Regions from separate parts of the Anas platyrhynchos genome. Here region 2 is linked to region 1. The links are chromatin contacts, called in public Hi-C maps. All regions are on one chromosome and are shown on one strand. Each heading gives the region's core, a stretch centred on a gene start, on an enhancer-like site or on the middle of the called end of the contact. The rest is flanking DNA. Distances are from core to core; before and after follow the strand shown. Region 1 holds the start of SPIRE1 (spire type actin nucleation factor 1). Region 2 overlaps SPIRE1 (spire type actin nucleation factor 1).

Evidence for each region. A called contact is a pair of places that touch in the nucleus more often than the background predicts.
Region 2: a Hi-C map of subcutaneous adipose tissue shows a contact between it and region 1, with 2.1 times the contacts expected there. The contact joins the enhancer-like site here to the promoter of SPIRE1 in region 1. A contact is called at or near these places in 4 of 8 Hi-C or Micro-C datasets (liver, skeletal muscle and subcutaneous adipose tissue).

Annotation. Positions count from the first base shown.
Region 1 is chr2:48,836,226-48,843,133 of IASCAAS_PekinDuck_T2T, reverse strand. SPIRE1 (spire type actin nucleation factor 1) reads right to left here and starts at 3,769. Exons shown (of 17, transcript XM_027452074.3): 1 at 3,190-3,769. The coding sequence starts at 3,532. It overlaps CEP76 (centrosomal protein 76), which reads right to left. Exons shown (of 12, transcript XM_027452077.3): 10 at 6,823-6,908; 11 at 5,360-5,577; 12 at 4,492-4,827. The coding sequence ends at 4,689.
Region 2 is chr2:48,935,721-48,943,168 of IASCAAS_PekinDuck_T2T, reverse strand. SPIRE1 (spire type actin nucleation factor 1) reads right to left here. Exons shown (of 17, transcript XM_027452074.3): 7 at 7,345-7,431; 8 at 6,833-6,962. Among named protein-coding and RNA genes, the nearest start is that of PRELID3A, 40 kb to the left of the region's middle. Within about 2 kb of position 1,513, at least 1 of the 8 cell types and tissues checked has an H3K27ac peak or open chromatin away from gene starts, as enhancers often do. A contact at or near this core is called in subcutaneous adipose tissue, where this site is marked.

The DNA.
Region 1 (6,908 bases), core at 2,520-5,019:
CTCCCATCCATTATCTTTCAAAAGGGTCAACCAAATTAGAAGGACAATGCCAGGACATTCATCTTCTTCTGAAAAGCACGCATATCTTTCATAAGCACTCTTCAAGAGGCTGATAAATGAGAACCTCTTGATGCACACAAGGAAAATTTGCATTTATTAGTCCTATATTTCTCCGCCCTGCCTTCCAATACCTGGGCACACAAAGAAGGACGTGAAAGCCATTACAGCTGCCAACACTGCGTTATTCCTCTCTACCATGTCTCACCCTGAGCCCTCTGAGTCCCGTGAAAGCCACCACGCAGTCAACTTTTCTGCGATCTTTTTGATTCAGAGCCAGAGCTCTCCATGTGTTATACCCTGCCCTGAAGACCTGGCAGCTGCCCAGGAGGAAAATCTGCATGGCACTTCAGTAGCTTCCCTCTGTGCTTCCTCCTCTGGGGCTGGAGGAGGACACAAAAGGAGGAGGGGGACGATGAGGAGGTAGTTCTGGCGCTGGTTTCCTACTCGCATACCCATCACTTTGTTACTGCTTCAAGTCTAAAAACACCGCTTGTAAGCACTGTTCCTCGAGGAGAGGGCTCGAAGCAGTCAAACCGCACGTTTACAATCAACATTTTAACTCATTCAGAAGGTATTTTTTTTATCACATCTGGCACTTTACTAGATGCCACTGTTAGTTCCTTCCATATAAACTACAAGCAAAATAGGGAAGACAAAAACATCCATTAGGTAAAATACGCTGTATCTCCAAATTCATCTGTCCGAGCAGCCCACATTTCTGTGGTATTTAGATGTCAGACAGCTGCAATGATTCATACCAAGATGACCACGGGGAACTCTCCATTTTTTTTGCATGTTCATGTTTATTTCTTACTCGCTCCACCTCTGGCAGGACGGTAAGGTTTGCAAGGCACTGTGAAAGCAGCTCTTTTGTAAGTGTCCCTGAAGCAAACTCCGCGACGCGGCCGTGTTGGCTCCTGAATTAGCCGGAGCTCTGCTGACAGGCGTGACCGATCACGTCCTTCTCCTGGCCCTGAACAAAGCCTGAATGTTGGCGACCCAAAGACACCATTCTGTAGGGACTCCTTTATTTGCCACACAGGATCCTCTTGTTTACCGAAACAGGCACCAACAGCCAATATTTGATGCTGGGATGACCCAAACCTACACGCCAACCTACAGCTATACATTTTTCGTGCACTGCAGTAACAAAATAGTTTCGCAGCTCGGAGTTATTAGCCCGCAGAATCCCTACTGCTCTAGCAAATCTTCTGACACAGCCACTTAAACCTAAGTTGTCTGAGCCACGAAGGCAGGAAAACAATTACCAGGAATCCTTCCCAATCCTCCTCCTGCTGGGGATTCAGACGGTCAGGTAACACAAACACTTGCATGAAAATGAACAGCTGAGAAAGGTTTCCATTCTCAATCTTTTTTTTTACTTTTATATAACCAAAACATAACTGATTAAAGGAAAAAAAAAAAAAAAAAGAGATAACTAAGGATCCGAGGATTAGCAGACTACGCAGGTAAAACTGAGACGAACATTTTAAAATTGTTCTCTGGTTTTGGTTAATGACAGGGACTTGACTTCAAGGTTGTTTTCCTGCCATCTGTATCAGTGAAACTCATCTTTCTTTCCTACCTCAAGGACATTTTGTTCAATTTCTAGGGTATTTTCAGTCGGAATTTCAAGTATTGCGCATTAGCCGGGGAACTGATTCACAAGAAATGGGTCTGGAAACGCACCACCCATTTCTACATAATCAGTACTTCTTAGGACAGCTTTAATTTGTATCTCAAGAGTAAAATTAACGTGGCCAGACGGCTTCAGGGCCTGTGCTGCTGCACAGGGCTCCCCTAGCCATAGCACCGGGGCAGCAGCTCTCAAGTTTTCATTGCTGCTAAGCTGAATACCCGAGCGTAAGAATAACTATCCCTTTGAGAGGCTTGAGATGAAGGAGGCTCGCAACGCTCATTAATCATCATCCAAGGACGTTGCAGGGAGCAATAAAGCACAGAACTGGGACAGTTCAAAAGATACCAAAGAGCAGCAAGCCTGCTGCCGGCTCTTCCACGCAGCATCCACTGCACCATGCAGATGGCGATTTCCAATGGAAACCTGCCACAGGCTCCGCAAACCAAAGAAAAACAGAATCTTGGATTCATGTTGTTGCCAGGTAGTCCTACAAATCCTCTGTAAAAGCGTGAAGGCCGAGCACAGCCCGTGCTGCACGGGCGTATTGGGAGGTGTGGATGCTGGGATGACTTGGGGCAGGCAGATACAGACGTGGGATCGCTGAGCATGGTCTGGCAGCTGACATCTGGCCCCGAGCTCCCCTCCTCGCCTGTTAATTACAGGTATCGGAGGGGTGCGTGCCTGGTGGTCCCCTCATGCCCTCCCAGGAGGTTACGGACATCTGCGTGTGTGTGCCAGAGTGGGGCCTGAGCCTCACGTTCAGATACACCCCACAGGCCATTAGAAACATGAAGAGGCAACAGAATGAGGCCACAAACAGCAAGGAAATGGTAACAACAAAAAGAAACACCTACTAAATCACTGCCTTTCCTACAGCTGACGTGAGAGGGGAAGAAGCCTGATCCCACCCCAAAACACTAAAAGCAAAAGCAGCACGCGGGGTGCAATTTGCCCGGCACACAAATCCACTGGCTGGGCAAATGCTTCCCCCGTTAATAAAATGTTAATTTTATTAACATTACCATCACCTATTTTTTAAAAATACGAGAGCACAGCAGCCTGTATTCAGGTGGAAATGGTTACGAGACCCACTGAAGCTGTGGGGGGAAGATGCAGCCCCTCTTCCATTCTGCATTTCTCGCTATTTGGGGGTACTGCTGGCCCCGCGCTGGCTGACCGACAGCACAACACCCACGCACTGACCCCACTGTGCATGCACCAGCCTGAAAAACCCCAAATTTTCTGAATTTCTCCCCAATTTCAGCGATGCTGAATCCAGCTAGCCTGACAGCGGGGAGCACCATGGATGCCTCATCCCCGTGCCGGCTGGGTTTGGGCTGAAGACCCCCTAAACCCCCACACCCAGACAAACCCAGATAACCCCAGACAGACCCTGCACACCCCGCAGCCCCCAGCCGGACCTCCCCGGGCGCGGGTCCCGCGGCCAAAGGCGGCGGAGGGGGGGGCTTTTGGGGGCGCTCTCCCCTTACCCTCTGCGCTGTGGGGCGGCCGCCGGGGCTCGCCCTGCTCCATGCTGACGGCTCCGTCCCTCCAGACGCGGAGGTGCGCGGCTGCCCCCGGTCTGCCCGCGGGGGTCTCCCGGCGGCGGGCGCGGGCCCGCAGCCAGCCGCAGCACTGGTAGCAGACGGCCCACGCCTGCTCCTCGTTGATGGGCTGGTTGTACAGCCGCAGGATCTCCTCCAGCGACAGCGCCTCCGGTTGCCCTCCTCCTCCTCCTCCTGGTTCTCCGTCCTCATCGGTGGCTGTGGCGGCGGCAGCGGGGCGGGAGGCGCCGGGCTGCGGCTCTGCGCCGCGCTCCCCCGGCAGCGCCATGCCCTGCGCGGCTCAGCGCCCAGCGCTGCTGCTGCTCGCACTGCTGCTGCTGCTGCTGCTCCTCCTTGTGCCGCTGCTGCCGCTCCTAGCGCTCATCCTCCCCGCCCCGCCAGTGCCGCCAGGCCGCCGGACAGCCCGGCCCAGCCAGGCGGGCGGGCAGCGGGCGGCCGGGGCGGGAGGAGCGGCCCCGGCGCTGGCGCTGCCGCCGCCGCCGCCGCCGCGGGGGGAACGGCTCCGAGCCGCGCAATGGCCGCCCCGCGCCACGCAGCGCCCCCTGCCGCCCGCCCTCCGGCACCGCAGCGCCCGCACGGCCCCTGCTGCTGCGGGAGGGGGGGGCCCTGCTTGCAATGGCAGGGAGATGGGACTGCCCCCTGCCAAGCGCTGCGCCGAGGGGGTGGTGCAGGAAAGGGCTTTAATTCATCCCTATCCAGCCCTCTACATTACACTAGATGCGATGAGATCGGTGTTGACCGATCCACATGTTTAAGACAACCAAAACCACACATGGATAAGCGTAGGTGAGAGTATCAGCCTCTGACAAAATCACAGAGGGGTATTACAGAGAACAACTTCCACCTCAGCAGCAGGCTAAGGTTGAGTGTCAGAAAGGGGAGAGGTATTACAGAAATAAGCCTCTGCAGTTGTTTTTTCTCTTCCTCCAATCATCCATGACATATTTTAGAGGTTGGACTCGATGATCTTGAGGTCTCTTCCAACCTAGACAATTCTGTGATTCTGTGATATTATTTTCAGGGAAAAGGTACGATGTTAGACAGACTTCATCTAACTCAGCACAGCTATTCACCTAAGAACCCCCATAAATTATCACATTCATAGATTAATAAAATTACCTATACCCGACTGAACTGTTCCTAGGTGCTGAACTTAGAAGCTATTGCTAGCTCCAAGAGAGATGGAAATACAGGAATGTTGTATGTTTCCTTTCCACCGTGGAAATGTAAGTATTAAAGTTGCTTTTATTAAAATAAACTCTCTTTATAAATACAATTATTATCATGTATACAATTCACTTCACACAATACAGTATTCAAAATCCGTGGCACCTATATAAAAATACAATATTAGTTTAATTGCATCATTTGATATGCAGATACATTATTTTGCAGATCCAAAGAGGCATGCATGATTTTGTTTTTCAAAGGACGGAGCGGTATTTACAAGCAAACATGATCCAAACAGCACATGCGGATTCAGGGTACGTAAACACTCGTACACGAACTGCAAGTCGCACCTGGTCACCCCTACAACAGATTATTTCTTCACAGAAAGGAGACCTATGACAAAGAAGAAAATCAAGAATTACTAATATCATAAGCAAGAAAAATAACAGTAACAACGAATATCAATAAGCTACTATTAAAGTTTTCAGTTATACAAGTGCAATTATTTGAAACATGATTAACATACAACAAGCATCCCAAATCTGTCAATACAAACAATATTGTTTTATAGCGCAAGGGCTGTTGTCTTGGAGAAGAACAAAACCACTGACGATCACTTAGCAAGAGCAGAGAAATTAAACGAACTGTATTTCAGGGGAAAGGACAACACACTCCTCAGTATTTGATTTAACCCATCAGCAGTCTATCATCACTGAACTCACCCATTTAACACAAAAGCTCTGCACCCGATGTTCAATTCATTATGTGCATCAAACAACTATTCTTTATTGTTCCAGATCTTATGTAAGGAACTTGATTTTCTTTAAACTTTACTATCAAAGCAAACAAAAAAACCCCTGCAATTCATAATTGTGTGTCCCTACTTGGTTTTCACATATACGTTGTAATTTATACTTAGTCTTACCGAAGACATGTGGCAAATGCTCTCCTGGCATTTCTGTATACAAAATGGATAGGAAACCCTTTAAATGTGTGACCGTCAGGTACTGCTCTTCGTACAGCATCTTGAAACTCTTCGTTTCCAGCAGAAATACTCGTGGTACGTTCGAGCTCGTAGGCTGCTAACGCTGGTGACAACAGATAGGATAGATGGTCATCCCAAACAGTAGAAAGGCCAAGATCCTGTGAGGCAAGCCACAACATGATGACAACCATGCAGAAAGAATATAAGGATGTTAATCAGCTTGCATAACATACAGATTCAAATAAAATCATGACCAACCTTTAACTTGCAGTTCATGGATGTGAATCCATAAAGCAGGAAGGGTTAGGTACTCATTCACACACCAAACCAGAAGAATCAACCACCACCACCAAAATATTTAACACCTAACAAGAAATTAAGTCAGACTCGACTAAAACAAGACCAGCAATGTTTTGAAACTATATATTTTAGCTACAGTATATTTTGAAGAAATTTAAGACTACAGTGCTGGTGCATAAGATAGGCAGCAGAAATATGGGAAAGATCAACGAGGAATCACCTCACGTTTTCCTAATGTCTCCTGGAAATTCACTACAAAAACCAATGCACACCAAGTTCCCAAAACACGGATACGTATGTACATGCACTCTTACCATCAAACAAATGCAAGCAAGTAGAAAAATCTAACCACTTCAGTGTTCAACACTGCACAAGATTCATACTCTGAGAATTACTTGACACCCTCAGGTTGAGCATTATGTGGTAGGAGAGATTAAAAAGTAAAAGATATTGCTAACATTGAAAAAAAAAAAAAAAAAAGAAAAGAAAGAAACAATCAGCTATCAGCTAAAAGAGCTATCAGCTATCAGGAACTGAAAATATCATCTCCTTCATATTCAGTCCAGGAAGAATAATTTCTGGTATATTATGTCACGTAGAAATCTTGATAAAGGACAAAACTAACTTCTAAAAATACCTGCTAATTTTGGATAGCACTCAGAGTAAGACTCTGAAAACTGAAAGCCTGCTTTCATCAAGGGAAGAGACACACATATAAAATAAGATATAATAACGTGATAGATGTGCTAAGGATGCTTATCTTCTCAGCCCTTTTACAAACCACTCATAAGCGGTCTGCAGATGCCAGTAGGCCAAAAATCACAGACCAGGAAAGAGAGGAAAGGGGGGAACAAGCCCACACGTGACTGCAGCACTGTCACAGCAAACGGTCAGTATGATGTCTAAAGTAGCTCAGTGCAGTCATCCCAGATGTTTTTCAGTTACTTCAGTTTTCACATCTTGCATTTTGGCAAAAGGTGATAGAAAACACGTTACAAAGGCCCAGATACTTAAACCAACAAACATCTGTGCAAAACAAACACACAAAAAACATGCACCTTTACCACCTCAGCAGATCGGTAATAGTTTTCTAAGCAGATTACCTTCCTGTGTTCTGAGACCAGTAATCTCAGCTGCAATTCTATCTCATTGCTTGTTACTGCAGCATCTATTGCAGAAGCACACAAAG
Region 2 (7,448 bases), core at 264-2,763, 100 kb before region 1:
CTTTATTATGTTATCTAAACAAAGAGATTACTGGGACTTGGTGGAGTTCCTTCCTCACACTGGTGAGGCATAGGTCGTGTAAAACCAACAGTAATACACGCCATCTCCCGGCATTGGAAATAACAGGAATAATCCCTGTGAAATTTGGATTTTTTTTTTTCTCTCTCTTGTCCCCTGTTCCCTGTTGCTTACATAACAGCTTCAAAGAGGCGTGCACACAGCTTTGAGGTAAGAAGTTGAGTGTTACGAGTATGAACAACTGGGCTTTTGAGTATATTTAACGCAGTCCATAGAAGTAAAGCTGCTCTTAAGCTATTTTTCTATGAGAGAAAGCAGCCCAGTGCCTGCCTTGTTCCCTAGTTGATACCAGAGTATGTCTCAGATTACTCTCATTACACATGGCTACTGCTCACTCCTTCTATTCACCATCAGGAAAATGCTCTCCTCCTCCTCTCCTCAGGATGACAGCAGCAGGGAGATACGTGGCGCTGGGCGGCATGACATTGACATATCAACTATACCGGTGTGGTGCCAGAGAAAGAGGCAAACAGCAAATGTAATAAAGCCCTGAACCTGTCCTTTAGCACTTAGAATAAAACAATTCTGATATTCAGCAGGTTTGTGCATTTGTGACAGCAATTCTGTCAAGCAGAGAGCAATGAAAGCAGTGCAAGAGCAAATATGTGGAAAGAGTGATCACAGAATGAAAGCACAGACTACCCCACCTCCAAAATAATGAAGAAAAAAAAAAGTAAAAACACACAAAGCAACAACACTGAAAACAACTGCTTGTCTGCTTACCACCTACATCCCAACACATCCATTTCATTTGTACTGCACATCCAGCACCTCACACCCCACTAACTGGAATGTTTTAATCATCCTGAATTAAATTCTAAAGACAATTTATCAGCTCACTCAGTCACGCAATGATACTACTTGCTTAGAGCCACATGACTTGGAAAAATAACACAAAACCAATCACATTTAGCAGATGGATAAAGAAAACAGGAAGAGTTCTTCAGTGGTCAGTAAAAAAGAGCAAATCCAAGTACAGCATAGATTGCTACGAAGCTACTTCTTCAAAATAAAAACATCATGGTAACGAATTAATGGGTTATGAAGGGAGCATTTACAAAATATTTTGGGGATTTCGACAAATGAGGATGCCTCGGGATTCTTAGAAAATAAAAGGCAAAAGAAGAAGCAAACAGATACATGCAGAAAGACAGATCTGAACGTTTCCCTTTCATTGGTCACTGGCACATTCAGTTTTATAGCCTTAAAACTGAAGGGTTCTACAATTTTCAGGCATATCTGAAAGTAGCAAGTTTTTGAAAACCGAAGTTTGACAGCTTATGATGTTATCTGGCTTCCAGGGGACGCTTCCTCTTTCAGTGGAGTCAAACATGACACCGAGTGCGTGCAGGATTTGGATCCCAGCAGACAGCCGTGGCAGCTGGACCATACAACTTCAGCGTAAGGTTTCACAAAAGGGCTGGAGCTGGATCAACAGCGTGCCGCCGCCTCTGACGGGGAGAGCCTGTTCCTTCCTCCCATCCACCCATGCTCATTATCTACCCAGCTCTCCGATCATCTGATCAGATAGTGGGCAGGTTTAAAACCCTAAAATAGCAGAAAACCAACCTCGCAAAAAAATGCAAGTATTTGTGCCTGGGTTACGTGAGTTGAACCAGTTTATCTTGTGAATAAATGAATGCAAAGGAGGAGGGAGAAATCACATGTTTGGGGGGGATTTTGGGGAGGGAAAGGAAGGAGCAAGAGCCTGCCCTCCCTCTTCTTGGCAATGGCAAGCTTTTTACTTGGCCATAACATGAAACCACGTTCAGATATAGATCATCTGTGAACCTCATGCCTGTATTACAAAGCTATTGTATTTTATTATATCATGGCAATCAAATAACCTCTATATGGTCTTTCTAGTTCGCAGTGGGCCAGCATTTCAGTCAGACTATGCCTTTTTAAGGGAAAGCCAGGTTAGAGAGTGGATAGAGAAACAGGGGAAGAAAACTCTGCAAAAGTACTGGGTGAGATGTTTCTGTGTGCAGCTGGCAGGAGGGAGGGGAGGGTACAGCTGGTGTTGCTGCTTCACAAAATGAGGGCATGGATTTTTTTTTCATTTTTTTTTTTTAGGACTCACCCTAGGGAAATTAGGTAATGGCCAGCACAAGAGCTCTCCTCGGTGCACAAATCTTTGAGGATAATACAGAATATTTATAGCCTGAATGATGGAGTCTTTGGGCTTGAGCATCCTGTTAGCGCACATTGAAGGACGACCAAATTTACTTTAGGGCTACAAGGATTGTTAGCAGCAAACCTTAGCAACTTACTTTGCTAACCAGGAAAGCTGGAAGCTTTAACCTGGTTTCAGTGAATGTCTTTCACTTTATAACTCACAAAATACGTACTATAAAGACACTCGGTAGAATTGACAGTTCCTTTCTAGATCAGTGTCACAGGTGTATTTTGTTAAATCTAGAAAGGCAGAAGAACTCAAAACTTGGTTTTGGATGCTCAAGAAAAATAAAGTACTGCAGAAAACGGGCTAGTCAAAAAGTGACTGTAAAGACACTAATGTCAGATTAATAAATAATAAGCAACTCAGACTTGAAGGTGACGCTGTTTTCTACAATCCCTTTAAGAGTTTGGAATAGCTCCAGGCCACCTTATTACACTTATTTACTTAAACAGAATTCCAGCACTTTATTTCAGGTGAAACACAGCTGTCTCCTATACCTAAGTATCCTTTTCTCAGAGGGGAAATGCAGGTATTAACAAAAGTAATTTGTCTCAAGTTTTATTTTCACTGACCATACGTTGGAAGAATCCCTTCAAGTTTCTTTGTTAAATGGGAATTCAACAAACAGATGGAACAGATTTCACAATAAGCACAATAACCACGTCAGGTGTTGTTGCACCTTTTACCTGACAAGTCAAAACTGTAAGACATGCTAAGAGGCCGCATTGCTGTAAAAAAAAGAAACAAACACACAAACAAAAAAAAAACAAAAAGAAAATAATTCAGCTGTTAGAAAAGCAGAGAGGTAATGAAAACAAAAGATTAACTCCACTTGAGGCATTTTGGATTCTGTTGCCTAAATCCAAAATTTGTCAGACATACTATTGCTTTACTGGAGTAAAGCCTGAAGTCTGAAAACTACAGTAGCATAAATGGGACTTGCAAACAGAGCAAGCATAAAGATATTTGTAGAGTTATAAAGATATTTGTAGAGTTATAGAACCAGATTTTTGGAAATCAATAAATCAAATACCAAAACAAGAGGCAAGGATCTTAAAACCACAGTATTTTCAAATAAAATGCCATGAAGAAAAATGGGGAAGAGAAAAAGAGAAAAAGGACAGAAAGAGAGAGAAAAAAAAAGTTGAAAGTACAAAGCCACATTTCACACAAGTTTCAGTGACCTGAAATAAATATTTCTAATTTTTTTTAAGCATAATCTCCAATGATTATAATTAAACTAATAAAGAGAGACACTCAAGCTAAGCTGGAGCATTTCTTTCCTTGAACAAGAAAAAAAAAAGGCCTAACAGTATGATTTGTGCTGATTCTTGTTCTTTAAAAACAAAAAACAACAAAACTTAGGTGAATTTAGCCTTTACAATGTATCCTTAATATTATCCTCTCCTTTTAGGGCCACTAGCCATTTTATCCCTAGACAAGAAAGTGGTCAGGTGCTCTTTATTTCTAGAAAGTTTACATAACCAATAGCTTCGTTCCTTGCCAGCTTAATAACAACAAAATCACATAGGAAAATAAAAGCTCTGGATAGAAGAAAATCACATGGCATAGCTGTTGAACATTCCTCCGGGCCTTTGGTCTGCCCATGATCCTAGCTCCAAACGCACACAAACCTCTGCTGTGTTCAACCTACCCACATTTCGAGCTGTGCAGTGTAATTCGGGGAGTAGACGCTCGACATATTCTCAACCGAAAACAAAATTTCGGCATACTAATCCAGATAAGCAGGCAAGGCCCAACTACCAGAATGTACCAGGACACATCAAAACTGACATCAGCTTACCTGTGATACCTGTGGCTGATAAACATGCAGCGTTGGTATGAAAGGGTCCTCTATGTGAAAACAGGTTGAAAAAGCATTGTACTGGGACACTTTTGCTCATGAAAGCAAGTTTAGGCGGGGAGCACAGTAGGTGGCTGACGCTGAGACAAATTTGGGAGTCAGGGCATTTCTCCTGTAGTTTATTACCTAGACAACATCAGCCACAGACAGCAGAGCAGAACAGTATCTAAACTGCTGTCCAAACTTAACATAAAGGCAAATGCATTTTAAAGCATAGGGTTGTTATCACCTAATGCTGCGTCCCAACTGAAGGTTAATAAAACAAGAGCATGAAACAAAGTTTTCTCCAAGCTCCATTAGCTCAACTTGAGTCATAAATCCATACTTCTAATTAAAAGGGGATGTACCTCAAGGCTGTGTTTGCCTTGATAGTTTATTCTGATGATACGCTGAGCTTGTCTGAAAACTGATTCAAATTCTTCAAGCCAGTGTCTCCCTCTGTAAGAGCAGCTACCAAGATTAAATTGCCATTTCCAAAGAAGTTTTGGTTTAACAGCAGCCAGCCCTGGGCCAGCCACTCAGCCCACCAGCAAGGCTCAGGGGCTGGCACTTTGCTTCCAGCTTCTCCCTTTGCTTGATGGTGACTTGGGATGGAGCAGATCTCACCTGTATGTGTGGGTTGTGCAAAGCAAGGAGACAAAGCTGGGAAGCCACAGGTCCACTCATATTGCAGAGACTATTCAAATGTAGCTTTGTGCTTTACTGCTATAAACTGGGCAACACTGAGTAACTCTGGGATGTGTGGAGTGTACCACAGACTCCCAAATTTTTCATTATAAAGCTCCTTTTTTTCTTTTCTTTTTAATAGCAACAAATATTTCTGTCCAAATGGTACAAGTGTCTCACACTGTGCTTCTCCTTAGGTTTGCAATCCTTAAATCTTTTTGCCTTACATTTTGCTACACTAAATTACATTCAGTGGTCACCTAAACTATATGGTAGATCTATCGGTATCATATTGAAGGTTACTAGCATTATTCTGTCCCCAGTTCTGCACAAACACATTGTATTCTAAAAGGAACTTTGGGCAAAACAATCATTTCAATGTGACAAAACCCCAAGCCTCATATTTCAACATAAGAAGCAATTATCTTCAAGATCCTGGCTCTTTTTTTCTTCTGAATGCCAGCAACAAATAAAAAAAATATGATTCCACATTAAAAAAATAAAATCTTCAACGCTATGGTTGGGAAGTAAAACTCACATCCCCTTTTACACCTCCAGTAATATGACATTTAACCCAAACATTTCACTGGACTGAAGGGGAATTATCACAATTCCCAAGTTTAAAAAAAAAAGAATTCTCTTAAAAAAGAAGAATTGCTGGAAGACAGGTATCCTTTACTGAAAGACATACCCCAAAATCTGAATTAACCAGTAATACTCCAAAATCTAAGATTGTTTTTAGAAACTGTTTACTAAATGGGTTTGATGTAATTTGTATCAGTTAAAAATTGTAAAAAATTATTAGATCAAATTTGCTGCCCCTTACAGGACATGATAGTTTCCAAATGGAGAACGTGTAAAATACTGAAGTTTAATGTTTGAAAGAAAAGCAAAGAATTGTTCCACATTTCTACAAACATCCTACATTTGGAAAAATGTCTAGGGCTATTAGAATCATTAGTTGATACAGCAAGCATAAATTGAATCAAAACCAGAAGCTGGAAGGCCCAAAGAAACAATATTCAAAGCACCATGCATTTTAAAATGCACCCAAGCATTCACCAAACTTTACAACGTATTCTATCAAAGAACAATGCAACAGAACAGCTAATGAAACTGTTTTCTTCTAGAGAGAATGAATGGGTTGTCACAATCCACTTGCATCAGTGCCTTTAAGCACATGTGGCAGGCACAAATATTCTGCAAAAGCAACAACAGAGCACACACGTGGATTATTTCATGCTTTTTCAACCATAAGATGCCACTTTTGCTCTTCAAAAATCAAGCTACTTCAGTTTTCCTAATACAGATTAAATACCATGCTTTTAAAGTAAAGTATGCCACAATGTAAGGCTGCATTTGTCACGCTTTTGTCAATGTCAGAACCATTGCACTAAGGCGAATTGCTGATCATTGCAAAGTGTAATATTGGTATAATTTCATAGTGGGTTGTTGAATGTACACTGCAGAAACTAACAGATTTGCAGCAACGGTCTAAATTATTTGATCAACTGAAAACATATACAAGCACATGCTCCATAACTTGTAATATGAAGCAAAGATTCAGATTCAAAATAGAAGCAATACTTTCAACAAACAAAATCAAAGCAGATTTTCACGTAAAATAATAAAATAATTGATGATGCTAGCAACAGGAAATGAAGAGAAAAAAAATTAAGGACAGACATGTAAAGAATACTTACAGATACGTAAGAGATATTGCACTGGGGAGAACTAATATCCATTCCAGTCTGAGCAAATCTAACATCTAACGAGCAATCTAATGTCATTAAATTTATCTAATGCTTACATTAAAAGCAAGATGGGATCAAGTTGAATCATACAGTACCTTATTTTGAAAATAATTTAGCACAAAGACTACACAGCCCTAGCAAAGCCATTAGGTTTATGCTCTCTTCATCTGAACGGGTAAAAATAATTTTTATCTTCAGTGACATCTGCATAGATATTGCTAATATTGCTGCTCCCTATGTGGGAATTTTTCTGTGAATGCTGCTGGTAAAAACTTGGAATGGACTTACCCAGCCTGCTACGCCTGATCTCATCAGGTGAGACTGGACGCAACTTCCTCTCTGCCTTGATTTCCTCCAATATCCTCTCGTGAAGGCTGCGTGGCCGTGGTGGGGTTGGTTTCAGTTTTCTTGCAGAGGCCTTGGTATATACAGATAATTAGATTTACATAAAACAGTTTTCCCTTGAAAGCAGATGTCACATTGGGGGGAGGGGGGAACAACACAATAAAATGTGGCATGTTGTGATAGGATTTTATGTGCACTCATTTGTAAAACTCACAGAAAACAGAAGGAGAAATGCATTTTTCCGTGACTCAGAGATAAAGGGCTGCTGGTAAGAACAGCTATTGGCAGCTGCAAGGCATCACACACTGTTCTTCAAGAGACCACATTCTATATACATAGATCAATATTTCTGAAAGACCGTGTCAGAAAATATAATACTTAACACATTCCCTGAACACAGACATTTTTTAAAACGACACATTTTCGTTAGGAAAAAAGTACGCTGGATTACATACAGGATTTAATGGAGGTCGTGATCGGATGAAATCCAGGATTATTTCATGGGCACTCTTTTTTAATCGAGGTGGAATGTCACCGTTGACCTGAAAAGGAGAAAGGG